2 separate regions of the Arachis hypogaea genome follow, and region 2 is linked to region 1. A link is a contact called in public Hi-C data. All regions are on one chromosome and are shown on one strand. Each heading gives the region's core, a stretch centred on a gene start, on an enhancer-like site or on the middle of the called end of the contact. The rest is flanking DNA. Distances are from core to core; before and after follow the strand shown. Region 1 holds the start of LOC112791750 (large ribosomal subunit protein uL15x). Region 2 has its middle 21 kb from the start of LOC112791751.

Region 1 (6,800 bases), core at 692-3,191:
CAGATTGCGTCTCTGTCTTCTTCCTTCTTCTAAATCTCCAGATCTGCGATTTGTATCTCTGCCATATTGCAATCAAACCTTTATCATCGACCAATTGTGTCTCCATCTTCATCTTTGTTCATCCTTTTATTTGCCCTTTTCTGGATTTTTTTCCTAAAATGAAATTCTATTTTTTATTTGTTTTTTAATATTATGTATTAGGAAAAAAATTATAGTATGGATACTATGGATAATTTATTTCCATTGGCTTCTACGCGTTGAAATATTTCACCCTCCAATTAATTTTTTTAACAAGTTAAAATTGACACAAGGATTCAAAATAGAAATCATGCCAATTAATTACTTGTTATTTGATTAAGAAGATATGTATTAAATTTGTTGTTAAAATTACTAAAATTTTTGTTACCTGCGTAATTTTTTGTTATGAATGGAGATGAACTATGTCTGTGTGTCCATGTCTCATGCTATACACTAAACATACGGAGCTGTAACTGGAACAAATATCGTTGATTGAGGTGGCTGGAGGGTAGGATTAGGGATGGAATTGATTTGTAAATTCTATATGTTCTATGGGCTATCAGGCTTTCAAAGAAGCTCTTGGGTTTTGTTGTAATACATGTATTGTCTATTGTGTTGGGACTGTAGTATTAAAATGTCATATATAACTTTATAAGGTAGATCCATACGATTCTACCAACAAAAAAAATTAACCTTCTAATGATAAAATATTACACAAATATGTTTTGCACAAATTATAAAAAAAAAAGTGAACAAAAGTTTGAATTTCACACTCTAGCCCAAGCGAAGTCCAGCAGGAGAAAGGAGGTAAAACTTAAAACATTTCCCCATTTCCGTGAGAAGATAACTTGTTATGGTGTAAAATCCCAATACTATTACTACTACTGTATTTTCAATATCTATGCATTATTTATTGGAAATGGCGGAACAAGATTATCCTTAACAATTACATTGGAAGTTTGATTTTAGGCCGCAAGCATACTGATCAGTGGACTGATGAATTTAATCGCTTCCATAATTTTTTCTTTTAAGAAAACCGTGAATTACCCCCGAGTATTAAAGCTTCTTCACAATCTATTAATCCGTAGCCTAATAAAAATTAGGCAACTTCATAGTTTCTCTGCACATACCACCGCAGCTTAACAGATTGCAGAATAGATTTGGTTGCGGATATGAATTAAACAGATCAAAAGACAAACCTAGAATAGATTTCTCCAAGCACTCCTGAAGAACCATTTCCATTGCGCAAACTGGATTAATAGATTAACTAATCTAATTGAAACAACGGTTCAGCGCATATGAAATAAACTTCTCTAAAAAATATATATATCCTTAGCAATATAAGACAGCATTACGATTCGGAAAATATCCATAACAGCATTTAATTAAAATTAAAACGATCAGAAACCAGAGTCTCAACAGATCACAAAACTTAAAACTCCTGAATGAAGAAAAAGAAAATGAAGTTTAAAAGGAAACCTAAGCGGTGAGAAGGACGGCGCCACCGTTCTCCTTGATCTTCTTCTCGGCGACCTTGGAAATAAGCTTAGCCTTGACGACAACAGGCTGGTTCTGAGGGAGCACACCTTTTCCCAAGACCTTGAAGTAACCATGCTGAGTTACATCGATCAATGGAGCCTTCTTCTCCTTAGAGGCCTTATCCTTCACCTCTTGCGGGACCAATGACCACAGCTTGTCGATGTTAACGATTGGGCAATGGAACTTGTTGCGGAGCTTGTGAAAATACCGCATACCTACCTTACCGAAGTAACCGGGATGGTACTTGTCAAACAGGATTCTGTGGTGGTGCATGCCACCGGCGTTACCACGACCTCCTGGGTGCTTACGGTGCTTTCCGATACGACCGTGCCCAGCGCTCACGTGACCGCGCTTCTTGCGGTTCTTCTTGAAGCGAGTTGTCATCTTCGGATCTCAAGCGAGCACTCTGAAGGTAGGGGTTCGGCGGACAGAGATAGAGGAATTAGGGTTTGGGGTATTTTATAGTTGCGTGAGGATGGATTTAGATTTTTTGGTTTATGGTTTTACAACTAGGGTTTTGGTGTTATGGGCCTTTTTTTTGTTAGAGTCCAGGACAACAGACAAGCCCAAATCACACAAAACCGGATCCCCAAACCTATGACCCGACCCGGAGTTGGAAGAGCTCTCCTTCCCCAATCTGCAGCTGTAGCTCTTTATCGGTACCTTATCCCGTTTCTGAAGACTCATTCCTCGTCGTCGCTGTTCTTCCCGCCGTCTCCTGCATCGGCGCTTTAGCCCGGATCTTCGCCGGCGGACCTGCTGCTCTCCCCGTCGTTCTCGCCTTGCTTGAGTTGCCAAGACGGAAGCGCGGCGCCTTCACTTCGGACTTCGCCGCCAAGAACCATACTGTATTTGGGCTCTGAGCCTTTATTTGATAATGTCGAGCCAGAAATAAAGAAGAACCTGTTATGTTGTTGGCCCAGAAAACATCACAAAAATTTTTGTTCTTTAGATGATCAATTACGACAAGTTTAATTGATTTTGATTTGATTTGCTCCATGAGCATTCAGACTGATGTTTCACCAATTTTATAACTGTATAACTATAGTTAAGTTAATCTCTTGACAATACGAAAAAACTGAGCTTCAATTATCAAGTTAATCAAAAGCAGCCAATACGCGACACTGGACAGTCCACAACTAACCAACTACAGAGATCATATTCTTAAGTGCCAAGTAAATACACGCAATGCTTTAGTTTATTAGTTATCATCTATGTCTTGCAATAAGTATATTTAAATTTGAGATTGGTTAAGACCAATGGTGAATAAAAACTCGTAATATTAATGAGTATATAATGTGAGTGAATATTGTGACGATATAATAAGTAGAAGCTGTTCAACCCACCCTTCTGGAAAAAAATTCCAAGTAAACTCACTACATTATCTACTCTCGCGGCTGTAATATCATTTCTTCTTTTTTTTTTTTAATTGGTTACAGACCACTTGATGTGAGGAACCTAAACCTTCGAGGTAAGCATTAAAGTGGTTCCTTAAGTTGTCCTCGAGGATCAAAGTAGTCTCTGAACTTAAAAATTTGTCTAGATCGTTCCTGAACTTGATCTCCGGTACTCATAGTGGTCCTTCCGATGAATTTCGTCCAGCTGGCGCAATCGGAAAGCTGACCTGGCGTCGTTAGTGACACGTTTGCAACCCAAAACGACGTCGTTTTTGGTGTGGCGCCAAAAAGACATAAAACGTCATCGTTTTATGGGAAAAAAAACCCCTCCCTCAATGTTACACTAACGTCTCATCTCCCATACTCAAACACACAAACACAACACAAAGCAGAGCTCTCTTCTTCTCCGTTATCCTCTTCACTGGCGCCAGTGCTATTGCAGTCACCGGAGCGTATTTCGGTGGAGAACCTAAACTCCAGAGGATCGCCTTCATCATCTGCAGCATACAGAGAGTTGTGAAGACGGGTTTCTCTGATAAAGGTACGCAAAAAAAATATTTAAATGTGTGGTGAAACTCTGTTTTTTAAATTTTGTTGTTAATCTATTCTTCACAAGGAGAAAAAACGTTTTGTTGGAGTGTTTTATGTCAGAATGCATGCTTGTGTTTTGGGGTATTGGCTAGGGTTTGATCAGGAGGAGGTTTCTTAGTGGTTAGGCTAACTAAGGGGGTTTTTGTTAAGACGAAAACTTATTTTTTTGTCCAAGGGTTTACTGCTGTTACAGTTTTAGTTATGGAGTTAGTAAGTTGGTAATGTGGTTGAAGTTTAGGGAGGCTGATATAAGATAAAAAAAATTTAAATTGCAGATGGGTGATGATTTGATTACCATACTATTTCACCATGGAAGATCATTCATCACAGATTTTGATGGAGGTGTGACTTACAATGGTGGAGATGTCTTTGAGTTGCCAAGAGTTGATACAGACAAATTGAACGTCTTCTTTGTCCGAGACTACCACAAGGATCTTGGATATGACAAGGTCACTCAAACATGGTGGTTGGTTCCTAATAGGCCGTTGCAAAATGGTCTAAGGACTTTAACAAATGACAAGGAACTGTTGGAGATGTGCTACCTTGGACAGCAGAACAAGTGGGTTGTTCATGTTTACTATGAACATGGAGTCTCAGAACCTCTGTACATTGAGGAAGCAGAGGTAGTTTCATCTAAAGGGAAGGAGGTTTTGGTGATACAGGATTTGAATCCCACCCTAAACCCCACCACCAATGACAATGCCGAGCCAATTTCCACCACAACAGCATCTACTCCAACCTGTGCACCAAATGACACCACTATTCCCACCGAAAAATCAGACTCAACTACAAAGCTCCAACCTATTTCAATTACTGTTAGTAAACCAGCAAAAAAAGTACAATCCCACCCCACTGCAACTCCTATGTCCAACCCCAATCCACCTCCAAAAACAGTGACTCAACCCAGTAAAACCAAGTCGAAAAATCCACCCAAAAAAATGTCGCTACCCACTGAAATACCTAAACCATGGTCGAAATCAAAAGAGACCAAGAAGTCTGCTGTACCAAGGAGAGGGACTAGGAATATAAAATCTGCAGTACCAACATCATATGGAAGGAGGCCATTAACAAGAGCAGCTGCTAGTGGAATTAGTATAAGAAGTATTGGTAAGGAAAAACAGCCCCAAACAGAACATGTGGCATTGTCTAGCTCAGAAGATTCCTCGAATAGTGAAGCCAGTGTTGGTAGTGAGGAGGATGAACAATATCGATCTGATGGTGATGTAGTGTCTAGTGAGGAAGATGTGGGTGTGGAGAGATCAGCAGGAAATAAAAAGACAAATGTGAAGGAGAGAACCAGGATAGCTAAGAAAAATTCTAAACAAAAGAGGGCTGTAATGGTTGAGGATGATGGTCCCGTGTGTGCTGATTCAGGCTCTGAGGATGATGTACGTTTTTTTGGACCAATTCCTAGGTTCGGGTCCATGGGAACATATGATGATGCCCAAGATGAAGGTTATGAGGAATCTGATGGTGGAGACTCATGACACTCAGAAGAACTGAAGACTCCTCCAAACTCTGAGGATGAATTGGAAGAGATTGATTCGGATGAGGTTTTTCCTGTGTTCAGAGATGGAGGTAGGTTTGGGGAGCTTAGGCTTGCTGTTGGAATGACATTTACTACAAAGATGGAGTTCAAAGAGGCTGTGCGTGAATATTGTATACAGGAGGGTCGGAAGATTTGGTTTAAAAAAATGATAATGTAAGGATGAAAGCAGTGTGTAAGGATGAGAACTGTGGATGGCTTGTCTATGCTGCTAACAACACTGAGAACAATTACTGGCAGATTAAGACGTTCAATGATGATCACAGTTGTGCAAGGGAAACCAAAAATAGATTGGCTACTAGGAAGTGGCTGGCTGGGAAATTGGTGAAGAAGCTACGAAAATATCCTAACTTAAGACACTGTGAGGCTGCTCAGTATTTTAAGACAAAATGTGACTTGGAACTAAGCAAGTGTTCACTGACTAGGGCCTTAGGAGATGCCAGGACTGTTGTGTATGGTGATGTTGCTGCCTAGTATGGGATGGTAAAAGGGATTATGGGCTGACACTGCTTATGAGTAACCCAGGCTCTACTATCACAATTGGAGTTATCCCTCAGCCCAACCCTGATGATAAACCAATATTTGAAAAGATGTACATCTGCTTGGATGCTTGTAAGAAGGGATTTTTGGTTGGCTGTAGACCGCTCATAGGCTTGGATGGAGCTTTTCTGAAGACCCAGCATGGTGGCCAGATCTTGTCTGCAATTGGACAAGATGCAAACAATCACATATATGTGATTGCATATGCAATTGTCCCTGTTGAAAATACTGAAAACTGGAGGTGGTTTTTGGAATTACTTCATCAAGACTTGGGAGATTATAAGCAAAACAAGCTCTGTTTCATTTCAGATATGCAGAAGGTATGTTTTATCCATGTTTTTGTTGTTTTGTTGTTGTATAATTTGTATAGGCTGCTCTTTTATTAGCATGAGTAATTGCATAATTTGTATAATTTGTATAGGCTGCTGTGATATAATTTGTATAGGCTGCTCTAATATTAGCATGAGTAATTGCATAGTTTGTATAATTTGTATAGGCTGCTCTGATATATGTTGTTTTGTTCTTGTATAATTTCGTTTTATATATGCTGAACTGCTGAACTGCTGTCTTTGTAATTAACCAATGCTTTGTCTAAATAGATGGACTACTGCTCCATGAACTGGTATATATATATTGAACTGATATGTAATTCAACGAACAAGGACTAAATTTCTGTCACTTATAAAACTGAAGGGACTAAGTTGATGTCACGTATAAAACTTAAGGGACTAAATTGACGTCACTTATATAACTAAAGGGATCAGTTTGATGCTCGATAACTTGTATGTCACTGTTTTCTTTTTTAAACTCAGGGCCTAATCCATGCTGTTAATGAGGTTTTTCCAGGTGTCCATCACAGATTCTGTGTGTGGCACTTATGGAAGAACTTCAATAAGCAGTGGAAAGATCTCCAGCTGAGAGGGTTGCTATGGGAGTGTGCAAGGTGCACCAGCCAAGATGGGTTCCTAGAGAGTATAAAAAAGATTGAGAGGGTTAACAAGGAAGCTTGGGAGTATTTGAACAAGTGGCCTAGAGACTCTTAGAGCCGGGTTTTCTTTAGCAACGCACCTAAAATAGACAATATTTGCAACAATGCTTGTGAAGTCTTCAACTCAAGGATCAAAGAAGCTAGAGCCAAACCTATCATTACACTGTTAGAGGAAGTCAGA
Region 2 (7,147 bases), core at 3,850-6,349, 43 kb before region 1:
TTTAATGATTTGTTTTTATACAAATCACTTTTAAAGTTTTGCTTTTAGGTTGATACGACTTGACACAAGTTCGTTGAAAATATGGTTGACCTTTGGTCCTTTAACAAAGGACTTCAATAACTTTCACATTACTTGATATTGGTCCCTTTAGGTGGGTTTTACCAACTTTCTTTGCTTGCTGCATTGCTAAAATTATTTCAAAGGGATTTGAGCCTTTGTTTGAACCTTTTTCTCAAGATTTTACTGTGTTTTATCCTTCGTCTTTAGGTTTTTGTTAGGCTTGCCTTTATAACCTAGGTCAACTCATCTGTTGTTGAGCCGTGAGGCTTTGGCATGAGCCTTTACTGGGAACCTTAGACTATTAGGATTTAGAGGAGGGATTTTCCATTACTTAGTTCGGACGATCAATTTGACTTATCATTGAATCGTTTTCTTAACTTAGGTTATTTTTGCGATACATTTTGCTCTGCTCAGGGGCTTTTCCGACTTACTAGTCGTATGCCATCTTATTGCCGAGTTCTTATGATCGTCTTTTATAACCTCTTTACACCGACTTGTACCTCGTCGCTTTATCTTGCCAACCTTGTAGGTCGGGCAGCAGATTTTCGCAGTTTTTCGAGCTTAATTCGGTGCGTGTCGTAGAAATACTAATGAAAATTTCTCTTCAAATTGCAAGCATGTCACGACCTTGGGAGCTCAGCTCCATTCAAGTTGGACATTTTGTAGTAACCCCTTTCTTAAGACTTCTAGGGTCCTATCCAGTTTGCTGTCAGTTTTTCTTTGCTCGACCTTTATAGCCCGATATTATTTCCTATCAAGATGAGGTCTTTTGCGGCGAATCTCGTAGCCATACTTTGTCTCAAAAGCTCTTTTCTTATCCGAGTTCAAATTTCTAGAAGGAGGTCAAGCTTTTCTTTTGAATTTTGAATGTTAACTAACTTTTTTATAGAATTTCTTAAAGCCTCTTTTCTTATCTGAGTTTGCTTTTAGATTTTTGGAAGGAGGTCGAATTCTTCTTTTGTGCTCTAGCATCATTGTAGAATGTTGTCTTTGGTTTTTGATGATTTTGGACTTGGCTCTCATAATAAGCCAGTGCCCCTACTCGAGGTCGAGTTTCATGAAGTCGGACTCGAGTATTCAGTCATGCCATTCTTTACTATTTGTTGCTATATGACTTTTACAAGTTATTTTGGACTCTCTTTTTGGGAGGTCGGATAACTTGTTTTATACTTGTTGTGTCAACTTAGTAAGGTCGGATCCTTATCTCTTGGCTTGAGGAGGCATTCTTATAAATCGCCATCCTTTTTTCAATTTGTTTTAAACAAATTGTTGTGAGGTGGGTTTACATCCTCTTTGTGTTGATGTTTGATTATGGTCACGCTGTCCTTAAGTTATATGTGCAATTCATTTTAGGTTTGCCCCTTGCCAGCTTGATTTAGTACAAGTGGCTTAGTGAGGTCGGACCACGATTTGCATTTATAACTTCTTACACCACTTTGGATCTCGTCACTTCAAGTCAGAAAAAGTGTGCATTAGGGAGTAAGGTGTATTTTCTAGATGTAATATCCCTTTTGTTGTAGACATGACACAATCTAGGTAGATTATTTTTGAGTAAGTCAAGTATGTTGTAGTAGTTCTTTTTCAAGTCTTAAGTGACTTTGTTGGGATCTTTTTATTTTGGTGTTGGCTTTTCTTCGTCCGATTTTGGCCCGATGTCATTTTGAATCAAGATGAGGTTGTCAATTGAAAAATTTCTTCGTATGACCTTCTCATGGCCATTTATGCTTGGGATCTGGTTCTCGAAGTCGTACCTCACGAAAGAGGTCGGACTTTTCTCTGTAAGCTTTAAGCCTATCCGACCTTGTTGTAAAGTCGGACTTTTAAAAGAGGTCGGATTTTTCTTTATGAGCTCTCTAAAAGAGGTCGAATTTTGTACAACTTTTTTCGACCTAGTAGACTTCTTTGAAGTTGTTGAGATAGTTATGTGGATTAGTAGATCCATAGTAGGGATCCATGTTGGGATGTTGAAAATTAGTTGGAACCTTTGCACGCATGACCTCTTTAGAACAAATATCATCCCCTCCAATGAAGACCGGACCTTTGTCACCCCGACTTTCTTTGTCTTTTGGATCGGATCCATCTTTATTGGTGTGCAAATGACATCAAATTCCACCACAGGATTATTTCTTTTCATATTCATTGGCAGTGATGTAATTTGTGAGCAACCAACAAAAGATGTGCCATGTGAATTTTTCGTGTTATTCACTGCTCTGTTGTAATTGATATGTGAATCCAATGAATAAAAAACTGGATTCATCAATCCATTGTCGGATTGGGTTGCATTCAAATTAGCTGATGCTGCATTTTTTTGGCATAAATTGAGAAGAAAGTTCTCATTGCTTTTATCAACAATGTTTTCTATTCCTTCTTTAATTACTGACCAATATGAGACATTTTATTTATTTATAAAATCTGTGTATTTGGAAGATGCAACTGCTCCATTATCATGAGTGGGTATCATGATTTTTTTCTGAGGTTGTAAGTCGGCACAAATGTTGTTATCCATTCTATTCCACGAAGAGGTTGGGATCAGTCATGTTCCCTTTTTTCCCTTTCTATTTTTTTATACGTAACTTCTTTTGCCAATTGAATTTTCTGAATTGAAAATTCTTTTATTCAATTGGCTTTCGAGTTCATCTTAGTTCACGTAATTTCTTTTGCCAATTGAATTTTCTGAATTGAAAATTCTTTTATTCAATTGGCTTTCGAGTTCGTCTTGGTTTGCCTTTTACAATGGCCTTGGGATGGTGCTTTCTTCTCTTTTTGTTTGATTTAATCCAATTTAACTGTAGAAGTAGAATCATCATCCCTATTTAATATCCTCTCTCCATTGGGAGAAGTTTTTATGGGATTTCTGGTATCCATAGAAACTGTATTCCAGCTTCTTTTTAACATGCTTGCATCTTATTCATGTCGAGAGGTTGTCCGACCATCTTGTTGATCATCCGCCATTATCAAGGATTGAGCTCCATGTCCCCGGCAACGACGCCAATGTTACGTTGGGTAACCGGAGGTTAATGGGCTGGACTCGTTGGGTTGGCCCAATCGTATGAGGGAGGAAGCCTTTGAGCGGGTTTGCGCCTTTAGAGACTCCTTCCGACTTGTGAGTGTGAGAGAATGGGGGGTGGTACCTGCAAAGACACTCCGATGCCTAAGTTAGCAAGGGTGTGAGCAGATCTAGAGAGTATTGGGACTTAGTGATACCTAAGCGGTGTCAGTGTATTTGTAGTGGTGAACCAATAACCACCGTTGGAGTAGTGCCACCTTTTTAGGTGGATAACCGTCCCTTTATCTAGGGATTGTTGGGATATGACTTCTAGAAGTGGGTTGAGAGATTTTAGGGACAGTTACTTATTTGAATAAGTGTTATCTGCCAGTTATCTCTTGAGCCCGACTTCTTTGGAAAGAAGTCTGTGTTGAGTCCGACCTCTTCTGAAGGAGTCGGTGAATAACGAAGGCCAATCTTTGGATTGGGCCTTTTGGTGTATTTGGACCTGGGCCTTAGTATTGGGTCAGGGTATGAACAATTTATATTGCGTGAAATATGAAATTTTTTAGTTTAGAATCTAAAATTTAGAATTTATAATTTAGAATTTGGGTTTCAAATTTAGGGTTTGAAGTTAGGATTTAAAAATTTGGAATTTGAATTTTAAAATCAATTTAAAATATTTTTTATTTTTAAGGATCTATTTTTTATTTATCATATTGAAATTTTGTTTATTTTGATAAATATATTTCATTCTTTAAATTTGCTATATTTTAATAATATGTGAGAATAAATTTGATTTTGATTTTTTATATGACGTGGATCATAAATAAGTAAATAATTGGTTGCTAATGATAACGAATTTAGTGGTGTACATATAATGGGATTGTTATAATTAATAAAAGAAAGAGATAAAAAAAATAATTTTCTTCAACTAATAATTAGCCAACAAACGAGGGAGTATGAAGAAAATATAGTTTAGGTTATTATTATAGAGGGGGAATTTCTTTTTCCCAAAAAAGAAAGAGATGTAGGTAGAAAAAAATGTTTGCTTAGAGAAACTATTGTGCGTTTGAAAAGCTGGATTTATTTTAAATTCTTCTATTATTATTTAAAAATATGACCAAATGTTTTTTTTAATTATTATTATGGAGACTCTTCTAATGTGGCTCAAGAGTGCTACACATATTACATTACGTAGTATAAAGTATAAACTATTGGTACAGGGGCGTGGAGTGATTATTAAAATTAAAAGCAGTAGATTATCGTCTAAAATTGTTCTGAGTTAGAATTAAGAAGAAAAAATTAGAAGGAAGTGTAGCTGGTATCGTTGACCAAGACATAAGCTAGATTTTGCTTGTCGACAATGCCTAATTGTGGAGACATGGTATCTATGCTTATTTGAATTCGAGCATTTATATGATGTGAGTCCAAGTTTTTGGATCATAACAATAAAACCAAGAAGGATTATTATTGTTGATAAAGATTAAGTTCCAAGATGGTTTCTTGTCGTTTAGTGTTTGGATCCAGAATCTAAGCGGTATCCATTCTCTCTCTCTTTTTCTTTTTTTCCCTAAAAAATTATCACCTACAAATTAATAACGTTGTTATCGTACTCCCTGTTAATGTTGCAAGTGTGAGGAGTGTTGAAGTTAGTCTTATATTACAAAAAGTACGAAAGAGTGAGGAGTTTATAAGATAAGAAACCTATTAACTTGATGCTTTAAAGTTTTGAGTTAAATGTAATATTTTCTCATATTATGTTATCTCACTTGATTCCTCCCCAAAGTCTTCCGATAATCGAGAGCTCTTCACGATTGACGCAACACTCCCTACTTAAGAATGATAATTTCATGACTAAAGTCTTTGAAACAACAATCTTGGTGAGATATAATTCTTTTTCTTTACAGAAATTGCTTGGTTCTGTATCAATATTGCTTACAGCTCCCCATTATTAATAGCATTTTTTATGAAAAAATAATGATATTGATTACTCATAATATAAAATACCCATCTTTTTTTTATGGAATGATTCCGACAAGACTGCCAAATCAGCAGCAATCACCCATCATTGAAGACGACACAACACACGCACACTAACACTGCCTAGGACTGGAAAAAAAAAATTTGAAATTTTTGTATTTCTTTTCTAATAAGCAAGTTACTTTCAGTTTGTCAAATTAATTATCGTCTTGAAATTTTAGCATAATTCATTTTCTAACACTTGATTTCTTTTTTTAAATTGAGTTATTTTTTATTGAAATTCCACTTTCTTTTTAATTACATAAATTAATAACAAAATTTACATTTGGGAGGTGGCTTTGCTTTTTTTGGTCATACACACTCACTCACTCACACATACTAAAGATTCCATCACTACCCAGCTATAGCTGGGATTCAAACTTGGGATGTGGCTTCTATGAGGCCAACACATAGGCCTCTGCCACCATTTGGGAAGTGGGTTACTATCATCGTTTATGCTATTTAGGGCTTTTATTTGTTTTAAGTTAAGTTAAATTCAATATGGCCCAAAATGAATTTTGTCTGGGTCTATGTTTCATGTATGATCAAACCCGATGCAGCAAAAAAAAAAAAACTACAAAAGCAGCAGCAAATTGAAGATGGAATGGAAGACTACTTCAAAGAAAAAACAAAGAAAAAATAAAAACCCGAAAAAGAAAAATTTAGAGAGGAAGAAATGGAAGATAACATAACAAGATGATTCCTAGGTCATGGAAGTCATCGTTACTGTTACACAGTATCAACATATAGTCTAAACCTCTTAAAAAAGTTGTATAATTTTGTTTTGGAATATTTTTATAAATCCAATACTAAAACTCGGATTCAAGAGCATAAAAAGTTTTAAAAAATCGGTTTGATGAGTAAGTATTTTTTTGGATTTCAAAAAATATATTATAAAAAAATATTAATTTCTCATAACTCATTTTAATACTTAATAATTCAATTTTATGAGGTTAATTATTATCTTGTAACCATTATTCTACTATTAAAAGAGAATATTATAATATTGATTATATATATATGGGTCTAAGAATATTATATGATGAGACGACAATAAGACATCAAACATTTTATGACGAGAGTAGCTCATGAAAAGAATAACTCACATAAGAAAACTCATAAAATCACAACCTCACAATATATGCACTATTTTAAATATATACATTCAAGTATGATCTCTATTTTAATTTTTTTTGTGATCTATGCTAAGTTGAGCATCGAAATTTTGCAGGAACTACTCCTACTATTAAAAATAACAAACTTAAAACATTACGATATTAGAATAGGAGAATAACGACAATATTGTGTCTCTAATTTATTCTCTACAATTTTATTCAGATAACTCATAAATCGGGAAGAGCAAAAATAAGTTTGCCGTCAATTAGAAGCGTATGTTTAATTTAAAGTTTGATATAGTATCTATGTTGAATGTAAAATGTTATTTATATGTAGCAAAGAATATTTATTGTGCTCCATTTCTTATATATCAATGAAATCGGGAAAAAAATTTATAGAACTTTAATTGGTCACATTAACACTGTATTACCAATTGTGAGACAGCAGTTTATCCAAAAACTAAAAGGTGTCGTATTTTTTAAAATAAACGACTTCATTAATAATTTAAAAAAATAAAATTTATTATCATGCATTCTTAAAAATAAATTATTTATGAAACAAAATTTTAAAAACAAAATAAATATTACATCTTAAAAAACAATTATTATCATTCGTTAAAATAAGTTATTTGCCATTTATAAAAATATTTTTTAATTATTTTTATCGTATTTTTTAATATTTTTAGAATATTTTTGTTGTCATTAAAAATAAAAAATATTTTTGTCAACGTTTTCAAAAATTGTAAATAGTATTTGGATAACTATTTAAAAATACATAAAAAATTAAATAAAAATTTGATCTCTATAAATTTTTATTTTTTTTTGATTATTAAAAAAATTGCAAAATAAAACTACTTAGCATAAAATTATTAAATGGTAAGGATAAAAAATGTCTTCTTTTTATCATGCTTGTAAAAAACTATAATTAAATTTAATCTTTAAAGTATTTTTAAAAAATATATAT

The links. Hi-C and Micro-C count contacts between places; a contact is called where the count stands out from the background.
Region 2: a contact with region 1 is called in a Hi-C map of leaf, with 1.9 times the contacts expected there. The contact joins the enhancer-like site here to the promoter of LOC112791750 in region 1. A contact is called at or near these places in 2 of 8 Hi-C or Micro-C datasets (both in leaf).

Annotation. Positions count from the first base shown.
Region 1 is chr3:132,499,874-132,506,673 of arahy.Tifrunner.gnm2.J5K5, reverse strand. LOC112791750 (large ribosomal subunit protein uL15x) reads right to left here and starts at 1,941. Exons shown (of 1, transcript XM_025834702.2): 1 at 1,318-1,941. The coding sequence starts at 1,941. The coding sequence ends at 1,498. LOC112791748 (protein DETOXIFICATION 29) reads left to right here. Exons shown (of 7, transcript XM_025834701.3): 7 at 1-1,986.
Region 2 is chr3:132,545,518-132,552,664 of arahy.Tifrunner.gnm2.J5K5, reverse strand. No RefSeq gene overlaps it. Among protein-coding and RNA genes, the nearest start is that of LOC112791751, 21 kb to the left of the region's middle. Within about 2 kb of position 5,099, at least 3 of the 3 cell types and tissues checked have open chromatin away from gene starts, as enhancers often do.